2 separate regions of the Sus scrofa genome follow, and region 2 is linked to region 1. A link is a contact called in public HiChIP or PLAC-seq data. All regions are on one chromosome and are shown on one strand. Each heading gives the region's core, a stretch centred on a gene start, on an enhancer-like site or on the middle of the called end of the contact. The rest is flanking DNA. Distances are from core to core; before and after follow the strand shown. Region 1 holds the start of PGM5 (phosphoglucomutase-like protein 5). Region 2 overlaps PGM5 (phosphoglucomutase-like protein 5).

Region 1 (4,038 bases), core at 752-3,251:
GCTATTTGCCGCAACATGGATAAACCTAGAAATTACAATACTAAATCAGTCAAAGACAAATAGTATATGAGATCACTAAATGCGGAATCTAATAAAAATGATACAAAAGAACTTACAAAACAGAAACAGATTCAAGGATTTTGAAAACAAACTTATGGTTAGTGAAGGGGACACGTGGAAGGGAGGGATAAATTAGGGGGGTGGGATTGAAACACACATACTACTATATATAGGTAACAAGGACCTACTGTATAGCACAGGGAAATCTACTTAATACTGTGTAATGACATATATGGGAAAATAATCTGAAAAGGAATGTATGTATGTGTATATATTTAACGGATTTACTTTGCTGTACACCTGAAATTAATACAACTTTGTAAGTCAACTACAATAAAATTAAAAAAGGGGTTCCCATTGTGGTGCAGTGGAAACAAATCTGACTAGGATCCATGAGGATTGCAGGTTTGATCCCTGGCCTTGCTAAGTGGGTCGGGGATTCAGCATTGCCATGAGCTGTGGTGTAGGTTGCAGAGGCGACTTGGATCCCACGTTGTTGTGGCTGTGGTGTGGGCTGGCAGCTGTAGCTCACATTCGACCGCTGGCCTGGGAACTTCCATATGTCGTAGGTGGGGCCCTAAAAAGGAAAGAAATAAAAAAATAAAAAAACCCACACCACAGAGAAATGCACAGGTTCTGAGACATGTTAATATTCTATTTGATGCTGAGACAAGGCTTGCTCAACCATAATGTCAAGAACTTTGCAGGGGAATGGACTCTTGGGGGCCTGAAAATAGAGTAGAACTAAAACAATAACAACACGTACACACGTTAAAAACATTGCTGTTTGAGAAAAGCTAAAATGTCTCAACTGGATTCAGTTGATGATCTCACACTTTAATGATGTAAATAGAAAGGGGAAGCATCATATAAGAATGTGGACTGAATGCAAGTGCATCTTGGCCACTTCCTTCAACCTCATAGAAAGCCTCCTTTTTCTCATCCTTAAAATGGGAATGATATGAATGCCATTCCTACTTCTTTTAGCTGTTTTGATGCTCCAAAGAGAAAACAGATGCAAAGCCTTTTATCAACTGCAAAAATGCATATAAGTGTGAGCTATTAGTCAGTCATTTTATGACTATCACTTCATAACCCTGCAGCAAGTCAACATTAGTCTCAGAAAGTGCACACTGTTTGGAGGGGAAGCAGCAGGAGATTTTAGTGACTTTAGTTGGTGCAAAAATGCTTTGGGAGTCAAAGGAGACAGAAGCAAAAATAAGAATTATTTCTTACCTTTTGGGGCTTTATCCTTTTAGCCTGTTCTCTCTTCACACCTATTTTCTATGGGGAATTTCTTGATTTGGGAATTTTGGTGGACTTTACAGAGAGATGAGAATGCATGTGAAAGGACCAAGCCCAGTTCCTGGTTCTCTGTCCTTGTTTAATTCGGGTTTGTCCATTCATTCCTGGTATAAAGGGCTTTGCCTTCCTCCAAGTGAAAGCGATGAATCCTGGTAGGAGCCAGTGTGGACAAGTTCAGTGTAGGATAGCCTGGTTCCAAGCAGGAGCTGGACTAGGGAGGGTGAGAAGGGCAAGCAGAATAAGGAAATACTTCTCTGTGCGTCTGTGTTGCTGCTGCCGTTTTAACTACCACGACAAACAAGCCAAACAAACAAACAAAAAAGTTTTCATCCGGAGACGTGTGCTGCCTTCAGAGAGTTGGGGAAAAGTGTGGATGGCTGGGTGGGTCCCGCTGGATTGAAGGGCCTGACAGTGTGTGATTCCCTGCAACAAATGGTCATGGTGGGGTGTGTGTCCACACACACAGACACACTCGCAGTGCCCAGCCTCCAATTTCAGCGCTGGCAGAAGATAACAATTCTCAGCTCGCCTTTCCAGGGTTATTTTTGGCCGGGGCTGTTCCCTGATGGCAAAAGGTTTCAGCCCCCACCCAATTCCCTCCCCTGTCCTTGTTCAAAAGAGAAACTGGTGCGTGTAAACCGCTCATTTCCAGGGAGGCTAGGAGGCCGGGCTGCGGGAGGGAAGGGAGAGGGACTGCGGGTGCGGGCGAGGACCCCCCAATCCTGCTCTAGCTCTCAACACCCCCAGTCTGTTTTCTAGCGGAGGGTGTGCCTGGGAGAGAAGCTATCGCCGAGGAAGGCTCGGGCCAGGCGCGCGAGGAGGCGCCCCTGGGGTCGGGGTAGCTGGCTCTGAGAAGGGGACACTCTGAAAGTGAGTCCAGCTCAGGGAAGAAACTGCGGCACCTCTGGCGCTTCGGACTGAGAGGAAGTTGGGCGGGAGCAAACTTTCTTGGAAGGTAGAGGCCGAACTCTGCCCGGGCAGCTAGGGGCCGCGTGCGGAGGGAGGAGCGGTCGGCGCGGCGGGAGGGCGCGGGGCGCCGCGCGGCGGCGGAGGGGGCCGCGGCGCGAGGCGGAGCCCGGGCGTGCGGCCAGGCTGGTGGGGGCCCCGGTGGCCTGCAGATTCCCTCCGGCTCCCGGAGCCGCGGCAGGACCGGCCAGGAGGCGCCATGGAAGGGAGCCCCATCCCAGTGCTGACGGTGCCCACGGCGCCCTACGAAGACCAGCGGCCGGCCGGCGGCGGGGGGCTGCGGCGGCCCACCGGACTCTTCGAGGGCCAGCGCAACTACCTGCCCAACTTCATCCAGAGCGTGCTGTCGTCCATCGACCTGCGCGACCGCCAGGGCTGCACCATGGTGGTGGGCAGCGACGGCAGGTACTTCAGCAGGACGGCCACAGAGATCGTGGTGCAGATGGCCGCGGCCAACGGGGTGAGTGACCCGGCCTCCCCTCGAGTCTGCCTTGCCCCCTTCTCGCCCTGCCGGCCCCCAGCCGACCTCCCTTCCTCAACCCCGCTCTCGGGCTCGCCGCTCCCCCAGGTCTTCTCTGCCCGCGTCCCGCCACCGCCGCTCCCCGCAGCCTCCCCAGCGCGCCCCGCACACCCGGGATAGATCGTGTCCGCCGCCCCGAAAGGCCTTAGGAGTTCCGCGACCCTCTTTGTGCCCCGCCGGGCATCCTGAACCTGCCGCAGCTCCCTGAATCTCCCTGGACTATGCGCACGTCCCACACCTGCTCGCGGTTCTTTTCGTCTTTCTCCTCGCCAGCTCTTTACAAATACTTGCTCTTACCGCTTGCCCTACCCTCCCGCTACCAACATAGTTTTTACCCCCCCTTGTAGCCTATTTGCAATCATCTTCTTCCACCCTAAATCTTGGCTCCGCTAAATTTCAACACACACACACACACACGCACACACACCCCAGTGTTGATCCCTGACATTTTTGGCAAGCGTGGACCCTGAAAGTTTTTAATATTATTGGGTCGTTAACCTCGTGGAGTTATTTCGAGATTAATTTGATTAGGGAAGGGATGGGGCGGGAATCAGCGTGAAGCTCTGCAGCCTGGGCTTTCAGGTCCCAGGAGGGGAGGCACATCTCTTAAATGGTCAGAAACGAGATTTGCAATGCCTTTCTTTAAGCAGTTCCCAACTTCTCTCCAAGATGCCCTTTGGCAGTTGATAGTATTTTGTGCCTCTTCACCTTTGCAGTTTTCATCCTCATTTCCTCTCCCTTCTCCCAAGACCTTTGCAGTCTTCTTTCGGGATATGATTCTCAGACCTTGGGTTTTTCCTCCCTCCTTTCTGCCTATCGTACAACTGGACCGACCTTTTGGTATGTCCCCCTTCCCTGGTTTCCTCCTTTCCAAAGCCAGCAACATCTCAAGAGGGACACCTAACTTCAGGGATTCCTGAAATCTCTGTGGGAAACATTGTCTAAAATAGGACTTTCAGCCTTGTTAATGTCTTCAGAACCACACACATAGAACTTTTAAGTGAAACCTCTGCAGATGTATAAATGGGTGTGAACATTTAAAAAAGTGAAACCAAACAATTATCCAGCTTTTGAATTCCCTCCCTCTATTCCAACCCTCTCCTTTTTTATTTGCTCATTTTTTGTTTAAAAAAAAAAAAAAGCTTGGAGGTTGTCTATTTTGTCACATTTACCTGCTGTAATTCCCC
Region 2 (4,038 bases), core at 805-3,304, 170 kb after region 1:
CACTTCACATGTATATTTGTTTTATTGTCTGTCTCCACCCAGTACAATAAAGGTACCAGGAGGCTAGGGCTTAATTTTTTTTTTCACTGTATCCTTAATGCACAGAATACCACCTAGTATATGGTAAATGTCCAATACAGTTTTGCCAAACGAATGAAATACAGATGGGCTCGCTACACCTCTGCCCATTTGACTAAAAATTCAGGGGTTCCCATGATTCCCCCTTTAGACAATAATTCAGTGGAATGACTCACAGAACCCAGAGAAGCATTTTACTTACTATTAATGGTTTCTTATAAGGGATATAACTCAAGAGCAAATGGAAGAGACAGATAAGGCCAGGTCAGAAGTGCTTTGAACCAAGTTGTTTAGGAATTTTTGGAGGTTTCATTACCTAGGCATGGCTGATTGAATCACTGGGTGTTGATGATTTGAACTCAATCTCCAGCCCCTCCCCCTTCTGGGAGGTGGGGGTGGGGCAGAGAGTTCTAATCCTCTCATCACGTGGTTGCTTCCTAGGGCTACAGTCCTCATCCTGGAGCTATCTAGGGGTTCCCCAAGAGTCACCTCTCTCCTTGGCATAAACTCAGGCATGGTTGACTGTGGGAAAACATCCTCCCTCAATTCTGAAGTGACTGCAAAACGCCACGTGCCTAGTATATGATTAACTAGGGGAAATGGGCTGAAAGGGACTGGTAAGAGGATTTGCATGAACTAAGAGAACATGGTGGTGACTGGAACTCGGAGACAGAGCAAGTAGGAACGCTGCCTGGGCAGGTACGTGTTTCTCAAGCATTGATTGCTATCGCCAGTTTCCCTCGTGTCCTGTAGATAAGAAACCTCTCCCTGAAGGCCATAAAGAATAGCTTTTGCCACGTGACTGTGAGCAGTCACGCCCCTGAGCCTTTTCCCTGCCTCATGTTTCGAATGAGCACAGTAAAACCGGTGAGGCACCAGCAATCTGGTGGGCTCTTGATCCAAGAGGTCTTGAGCTCCCCCCCTCCCCTGCCGGGTCCGACCTTTAAACTTTACTGTGTCTATATATCTTTCTTCATTGCCATTTAACTTTTCTTAAGCTTTGCAGTGCCCGTCCTTCACCCTCCACTTACTGAGCTGGTCTCGGCACTTGACACTCCTGTCACTCAGGAAATTCAAAGGATTATAGAGGTTCTCTGCCAGAGACAAAGACAAGATATATATATATATATATACTTTTTTTTTCACTGCACTTGAAATGTTGGTAAATGTGAGTGCTTTGAAAACAACCAGTTTTCTCTCCCTTAATTTGAATCCGAGATGAACAGGTTTTTAAAAGTTATTAGAGGAATAATGTTCTGCATTCATACCAGTTGTGTTTTATAACTAATAGAGGATCTAAAGTGAGTAGTTAAAAACTTGGAGAATAAAGTTAGAAACTGACATAATGTATGTGATGCAGAAAGGTTGGAAATAGAAGAGAATTCAGAAGTGACACATAAATGGTCCCTAACTTAGGCATTCAATTTTCATAACAAGATGAAAATAAGTATATATATGCATATGTATGTATGCATGTGTTTGTTTATGTATGTCTGTGTTTGTATAAGTATAGTATATATACACACATGTCCAGACATATATATATATACGCATGGTCTTGGAATCATACTAGATAAATAAATATCAGAAACATTGTGCTGTATTTGCAAAGAAAATCAGCACAGGAATGTACTAATAGCCATACAGGGAAAACATGAAACACTTTATTTAATTTTTCTCCTCAAAGTTTAGTCTATATTGCTGTTGTTTGGAAATATGGGGGAGGGTGGGGTGATGCAGAGAGAGTTTAGAAGAGAAACACGCGGTGAAAGGGTTGGGATTTAAACTCCTCCAAGGCCAAGTTGAAGAACTGGCTCGTTTTGCTTGAAAGAGAGGCGTGACCTGTAGGTCTTCGGGAATTTAAAGAGTAATATGTTGCAGAGAAAGATGACCAGCTGTTCTCCATAAGTGATGAATATGTAATTTGAGGAAATAAATTCAAGCTGAACTGGAAGAGGTTCAGATTGACTGTTAGAACAATTTCCCAACTGCCAGGCCTCCTGCCCAATTCAGATGGCTGGTTTGTGCTTTTCTAGGCGTCTCCATGACCACATAGATTCAAATAAGTTTAAAATGTGGGCAAGGGCACAAGGGACAGAGAAAGATAACATTTCAACATATTCTTCAGCCTTAAAATTTTGGTTCTGGGGTTATTATTAAAAAAAAAAAAAAGAAAGAAAGAAAAGAAACAAGTCCTGGTCCGGTGGGCTAGATTTCCCTCTAGTGGCCTAGAAAGGAATTTAGTACGATGCTGTTTTCACAAATCAGTCACTTGGAAAAGAATTAAAATTGAGGAGTTCCCTGCGTGGCTCTGCGGTTAATGAACCCAACTAGTATCCGTGAAGACACAGGTTCGGTTCCTGACCTTGCTCAGTGGGTTAAGGATCTGGTGTTGCCATGAGCTGTGGTGTGGGTCACAGATGCGCTCGGATCTTACATCATTGTGGCTGTAGTGTAGGCCAGCAGCTGTAGCTCCAATTTGACCCCTAGCCTGGGAACTTCCATATGCCTTGGGTATGGCCCTAATAAAGCAAAAAAGAAAAAAAAAGAATTAAAATTGATACAGAAACAACTATATATGGGTTTTCTTTATTTCTACTCATTTAGATGAACCACCTCCTTAAGACAAAGACAGGGCAAACAGTCTAAATTTTTCCCACTTGCATATTGAAATCTGGACTCGAATTCTGCTATTATATGGCTCCGTGTAACCGAGACCTTTCCTGGAATGGTCATCTGATGGTGTGGCTTAAACTCTTTCGGCTGGGAACCTGCAGGTGTTTCTGGGGTGGTTGCAAGGTGGGGGGGGTGGCTAGTGACTGTCGAAGACCAGGGCTGTTTTGAGGTTTTAATGACAATACACCTTTCCCTTGGCCTCTGCTGAGATCACAACTCCCTTCTGGGTACTGAGTATGAGCTGGCTTGGGGCACAGACTCACTCTGTCCACCCACACTGTGGACGTTCTAGAACTTGAGGGAAAGTGTGTGCCTTGATGCCAGTAGCCTCTCCCTATAATCCATCCCCCATACAGAGCCTATCTCAAATCCTCTTTTTTTTTTTTTTTTTTTTGCAGTATATACAAAAAAACTATATTCAAAATCTGGTAAGACTATCATGGTGTTGATAATTTACCCCAGGAAACCAGTGATCTTAGGAAGCAGAAGAGCCAAAAGTCATGCCTTGATCCTGGCTTTGGGTCAATTTTGAATTAAGGTTTAGAGACCTAAAGCTCTGGAAAAAAAAAAAGTATATTTCCTTTCTCCATGTCCCCAGGTGTAATTCAAAATAAAAATAAAACTAACTTTAAAAATAAATGCAAGGAGATCCTGCTGAATATCATTGAGAACTATGTCTAGATACTCACCTTGCAACAGAAGAAAGGGTGGGGGAAAAAATGTAATTGTAATGTATACATGTAAGGATAACCTGACCCCCTTGCTGTACAGTGGGAAAATAAAAAAATATATTAAAAAATTAAAATAAAATAAATGCAAGGAAATCTAACAAAACTTTGATTTTTTTTTCTCCTTATGGAGCTATTTATTTTGGTGTTTCTGCTTTGCCGTGTTCAAAGCACGTGCTGAACCCGCTATTGATTAACTAAGTGCTGACTATGTACACAAATCAGAGTCTTGCTGGATCTTGTTTACTCAGCCTGAAAAGGGAGCATGAATGAATTTGCCTTGGTCACACAAGTACAGAGGGTCACTGGCCATAATTCGTCTCCCAGATGAATGGGTTTGACAAGCTGTGGCAGCACAATCTGGCTTTCCCAGCATCCTCTTTGATCCGGCCCAGGCTCACAGCACCACCCCGTTTCCATGCCTTTCAGCAAAAAGCTGCTGAAGACTCATTGGCTGGCAGTGATTCAGGCTTTCTTTGATCAGTGCCCTTCAAGGTGAATAGTAAATCCTTCGCTTTGCTCAGAAAGAAGACTGTATCTTGGCAAATAAATGCTG

Evidence for each region. HiChIP or PLAC-seq counts read pairs in DNA pulled down with a chosen protein or histone mark.
Region 2: a contact with region 1 is called in an H3K27ac HiChIP or PLAC-seq map of skeletal muscle, with 6 times the contacts expected there. The contact joins the enhancer-like site here to the promoter of PGM5 in region 1. A contact is called at or near these places in 14 of 47 Hi-C or Micro-C datasets (alveolar macrophages, brain, embryonic fibroblasts and 9 more) and 1 of 2 datasets of contacts at active chromatin or transcription factors (skeletal muscle).

The regions. Positions count from the first base shown.
Region 1 is chr1:221,632,515-221,636,552 of Sscrofa11.1, forward strand. PGM5 (phosphoglucomutase-like protein 5) reads left to right here and starts at 2,002. Exons shown (of 11, transcript XM_003121933.6): 1 at 2,002-2,791. The coding sequence starts at 2,531.
Region 2 is chr1:221,805,682-221,809,719 of Sscrofa11.1, forward strand. The region is part of intron 10 of PGM5 (phosphoglucomutase-like protein 5); the gene reads left to right. Among named protein-coding and RNA genes, the nearest start is that of TMEM252, 41 kb to the right of the region's middle. Within about 2 kb of position 2,055, at least 13 of the 83 cell types and tissues checked have an H3K27ac peak or open chromatin away from gene starts, as enhancers often do. A contact at or near this core is called in omental adipose tissue and skeletal muscle, where this site is marked.